Linked DNA regions of Mus musculus: region 2 is linked to region 1. The links are chromatin contacts, called in public ChIA-PET maps. All regions are on one chromosome and are shown on one strand. The core of a region is the stretch at or near the end of the contact, and the rest is flanking DNA. Distances in the headings are between cores, read along the strand shown.

Region 1 (2,522 bases), core at 7-2,506:
AACAACAACAAACCACCCTAAAATCTGAACCCTGACATTTTGGTGAATTTTTTGGTAAGGGATGCGCCCACTTGAGCACAGAATAATCAGAACTCAGAGCTCCTACACTCAGAGCTCTGTTACTGCTTTATATCAGCACTTGTTTTTTCTTGAAGCCATTATTTGTACTTTTAGCCTGGTTGAATGAAAGCCTTTTATATAATATTTTCAATTTCCTTTTAATAATGTTTTGTAGCTGCTGAGGTCATTTGTTCCTATAGTCTGAGCACTGGGAAAGTTGAGGTAAAAAAGCTCTCTGCCAGTTCTGGGTTATAGTTTTGAGTTCCAGGCCAGCCTGGAACATATGAGACTATGTTAGAAAATCAAAACTAGGGGCTGAAGTGTTTGAGAGCACTTGTTGCTCTTGCAGAGGGCATGGGTTTGAAATCCAGCACCCTCATAGTGGCTCACAATTGTTTATAACTCTAGTTCCAGAGCATCTAGCACCCTCTTCTGATCTTAACAGCCATCAGGCACGCATGTGGTACATATACATGCATGCAAGAAAAATGCCCACACATGCAAAATAATTAAGAAAAACAAAAACAAAAAGCAAAACCAGAAAGGTCAACCAAAAACCTTATGTAGAAAAGTTTATTTTCCTAGCCTGATGTGGTAATGTATACCTGTAATCCCATTACTCAGAAGGTTGAAGGTCACAAATTTAAGGCTAGCGTGGGTTAACACAGCAAAACCCTGTTTTAGAACCAACTAGACTAAACCAAACCCAAACCAAATCCATCTAATTAGAAATGTTATATAAATGTTCTAAAAGTATGAAAATGGGAAGACTCTTTCTACTTCTTTTCCTTCTGAGATAGGCTCTCAGGTGTCACAGACTGGTCTCTGACTTACTGCGAGGCTGAGGTTAACCTTGACTTTCCAGTCTTTCTGTTCTACCTCCCAAGTGCTGGCTTGTAAGATGCGTCACTTTACCCAGTTCTGGGGGTCCTGGGATTGAACCTCAGGCCCTTGTGCATACTAAGTTGGCACTCTACCGTCTGCGCTGCATCTTCATTCATGGTCCGTATCCCACCCTTTCTAGAGGGATGGTCACTGTTGAGTAGCACTGGATCATTCTTCTGTGTACATACAAGTGTGCTTGATAGTAAATGTAGACATTGCTTATGTGTAATTTATCTTTTAAATATAACAGAGCATTCACAATTCTTACCAAGTTGAGGCCTGGCGTGATGATGTGCTCATAATCTCAGTGTTGAGGAGAAACAGGAAGGAGGATCATAAGTTTGAGGTCAGCCTTGGTTTCATTTCCTGCCTCAAAAGACAACATAAACAACAAAAGCAGCCTTCCAAAAGCAATCTAGTAAAGTAAATCCAATGACTGTGTTGGTGATTGTAGAAGAGTATGTATGTATACTCTTTAGCAGTGGTGACCCTTGTAGTCCTTTCTCCAAGGTTGTAGTTTTTCATTTAATAACTTGTTTTAAGACCCAGTACTACCAGAATAGTGATTTACATAGAGATACCAGGATAGCTTTTGTTGTTTATTTTAAAGACTTTTGGGGTAGTAATAGAAAAATGGTAACAGTTTAAATATCTGACCAGGTAATCAGTAGATTATGGTAGATGGAAATGTAATGAGTATTGAACTGTTGTCCAAATATATGCACCAATATAGGAAAGGTTTGATTTATTTTTAGAATCAAATAAATTGGAGAATAGTAAATACCCAATATTCACTCCCCTTTCACTTGTGGGGTTATGTGTGTTTTTATATGTGCATAGAGAAGTTTTTGAAACAAAAGAATAAAATAGTGGTGGCTGTCCTTCAGTGGGTAAAATGAAGTCCTTCCATTTCCACCAGCACCTAACAACTACTAATCTATTTTGTACTCCCTACTAGCAGTCTTAGCAGCTTTCATTGTTCTGAAACCCTGTCATGTGTCTGTTGTGCCTGGCTCTTTTCACTTTTCGGTGTAATGTGTTCAAGGTTCCTCATTCCTTGAAAGACCACAGCTGAGGAGCGCACTGTGCATGCAGCATGTGCATCTTGTTCAGCCATTCATCCGTGGTGGTTGTCTGCACTGTTTCTCACTCATTGGCTACTTTGAATAACTGCTATAAACACATAAATATAAATTTGAATGTATGCTTTGTTTTCTTGGTTAGGTATATGAGAATATGTTTTCTAGTTTGAGGATGAACCTGGCAGTTTTCAAAGAGGCAGTGAACTATTGTACATTCTTGCTAGCGTTGTGAGGGGATAATCGTTTACTTTTTACATCTGTAATTTAACAGTTTCTTAAGAAGAACATGTAGTACTATTACAGCTAAAATAGAAAGGTCCTTTAAACTTCTTACTAAACTAAGTGTAATGACTCAGTGTCTTCTTCCCTTTGTGCTGAGAGTGTAGCTGTTGATGGTTCTCATTGAGGTGCTGCATTCCCCACTGTCTCCTGAGATTGCTCCTGTTTGGTCTCCACAGCTCTAAAGGGAACTGTGTAAGCACTTCTTTAGTTCCT
Region 2 (2,522 bases), core at 10-2,509, 250 kb before region 1:
ATTTTTCTGCGCTTTTTGGTTTTTTTTTTTGTTTTTTTTTTTTGGTTTTTGAAACAAGGTTTCTCTGTGTAGCCCTGGCTGTCCTGGAACTCACTCTGTAGACCAGGCTAGCCTCGAACTCAGAAATCCGCCTGCCTCTGCCTCCCAAGTGCTGGGATTAAAGGTGTGTGCCACCACTGCCCAGCTCTGAGAATATTTCTGAAGTATAAGGTAAATAGACCTGCCTAGATTATAACTGTCCAGCTTGATGAAGTGTCAACAGAGCAGACTCTCTCATTTACCCAGAATTCAGCCCTGAAAACAGTGTATGTAGGACCTAGATATCCTGCTCAGGGGCACACTTGACAGACTCCATACATCCTACCTTAGACCTCACTGCCATAAATAAAGGCTGAGAGGTTCTGTTCCTTTCCAAACATTGTCCCAGACTCAGTAAAAGATCCTAGGAGGAAAAAAGACATACCCATGAGGAATCTCTGCAGTGTGGAGCTGAGGAAAGGGCGGGGCAGCAGTATGCACATCATGACAGAGAACTGCAAAGGGAATGAGCAGCTGTTTTGTCAGGGTAGAAGGTGAGAGGGCTCGAAGGGCTTTGCTGAGAGACTGGAAGAATTGAGAACTTTGAAAGGGGAATGGAGACCTTGCTGGGCTGCTATGACCCATACCTGCAGTGCTAGCACTCAGAAAGCTACCACAGAAGGCTCACCAGTTTGAGACCAGCTCTGGCCATGTGGCACATCCCTAATGTCACAGAAAATGACAGGGAAGGAGGAAGAGAGAGAAGGAGTGGCAGGGAGGGAAAGAAAGGACACATGCTAAGTGTGGGATAATACGTAGTACTGTTTATGATTTAGCAGGACAAATAATGAGGGACACTAGAGAGGTAGGTAGGGACTGTAGGTTAGGTGACCTTCTGTTCTGGAGTGAAAAGATCCTGAAAACAAGTCAGCTGGTTTCCCCTTTCAAGCACTCTTCTGGCTCTGTCTTTGGAATCTAAGCCCCTTCCATACGAGCAAAGCCTTTGTGACCCGAAGCCAGTCTCTTACCAGTCACCCCACAGGGTACTTGAGATGCCCAGTGCTTTGGATGGATCCTGTCTGCCCTGCCTACCAGCATGCCTCTTGCCTGGCACCTTTCTCCTTTGGCTCATTCACTGATCCCCAAGGAAGCTGTACCCTGGCAGATCCCTCTAACCTCATACGCCCTGTCCCTCCTCTGGCTCATGTTCATCTTACTTAACTATGAGGATTTGCAAATACATCTGCTTCCTGAACAAGACTTTGATCTGCTTAGAGCCAGGAAGCCTGTCTTCCTTCCTGTGTCTCAACTCCTAGCCCAGTGCCTAAATGAGCTTCCTAAATGAGAAGCTGAGTGAAAGTTTGCGTTTGATTCAAGGAACCGTAGAAATGATGAGGTTTGAGGAGAGAAGGGTGACTTGTCTGATTGTGGTTGCTTTGGGACCACTTACCTGGCAGTATTGACTGTAGAGGTCTCTGTCCTGTGTAATTTAAGCATCTTAACAGGAGCTTTCTCACTGACAGCCCATGAACCCAATTCCACCACCACTGCCTCCTGACATACCGAGCTTCGACATTATTGCTGACAGCTTGTCATTTGACTTCAAGGATACGGACATGAAGCGACTTTCCATGGAGATAGAGAAAGAAAAGTATGTACCCTCTGTGGCCTGCTGGGTCAGTCGTGAGCATGAGTGAGTGGATCTGGCCTAGAGTCACAGGTCACAACAGCAGCCAGTCATTACCCCTGCAAAGGTTTGCTTTGTTGTCACCCACTGGAGAACAAAGTTTCTAATTATTAAAAATTAAAGACAACAGATCAAGACAACAGTCAGGGTCCCAGGATAAAACTAACACTTGATTAAGATGGTATCCTGAAATTTATGTTTTATACCTTGTCTGAAAAATAGGACTGGCTTGTATTGAGTCCCAAGTTAAGACTGTTGTTCGCATAGTAAAATACAGTTTTCTTTAGCAGTGGTTCTAGAATGAAGGTAAAAGAAAAAAAAATTCCTAGGCTGAGCAAAGCCGGAGGAGGCCAGGGGAGACGAGTAACCCTATGCTGGTGACCCCGAGCCCAGCCAGATCACAGGCACTTCCGTCACATGCTCTCCCTTCCCTTTGTGGGCAGCAGAAGTGGAGCAGAGATGGACAGGAGGAGTCCCGTTGTGGACGAAATCTTAAGTAAGATCATTCTCATTTCTTGAGCCAGGAGTGAAGAATAGTGCTACAGCTGGCAGAGATCACAGTGATGCCATGGATTGACACCTGTGTCTCCATGTAGCTTTTTGGTGTTTGTCTCATTCACACGAATTAACAAACATCCCACTGGAATCAAAAGCAGGTTTTAGGGACTGGGAATATAGCTTAGTTCATAGAGTGCTTGTCTAACATCCACCTCTAACATAGTGTAAGTCAGGCATGGTTGTATACACCGGTAATCTTAGTACTCAAGAAATACAGGTAGGAGGATCAGAATTTCAAGATTATCTTCAGCTACGTAGC

The links. ChIA-PET counts read pairs in DNA pulled down with a chosen protein or histone mark.
Region 2: an RNA polymerase II ChIA-PET map of memory CD8 T cells shows a contact between it and region 1, with 15 read pairs. The contact joins two enhancer-like sites. A contact is called at or near these places in 2 of 484 Hi-C or Micro-C datasets (bone marrow-derived macrophages and nephron progenitors) and 3 of 115 datasets of contacts at active chromatin or transcription factors (embryonic stem cells, large pre-B cells and memory CD8 T cells).

What each region holds. Positions count from the first base shown.
Region 1 is chr11:4,535,600-4,538,121 of GRCm38.p6, reverse strand. The region is part of intron 1 of Mtmr3 (myotubularin related protein 3); the gene reads left to right. Among named protein-coding and RNA genes, the nearest start is that of Mtmr3, 58 kb to the left of the region's middle. Within about 2 kb of position 1,256, at least 42 of the 459 cell types and tissues checked have an H3K27ac peak or open chromatin away from gene starts, as enhancers often do. A contact at or near this core is called in memory CD8 T cells, where this site is marked.
Region 2 is chr11:4,783,583-4,786,104 of GRCm38.p6, reverse strand. Nf2 (neurofibromin 2) reads left to right here. Exons shown (of 17, transcript NM_001252250.1): 14 at 1,542-1,669. Among named protein-coding and RNA genes, the nearest start is that of Cabp7, 38 kb to the right of the region's middle. Within about 2 kb of position 1,259, at least 43 of the 459 cell types and tissues checked have an H3K27ac peak or open chromatin away from gene starts, as enhancers often do. A contact at or near this core is called in memory CD8 T cells, where this site is marked.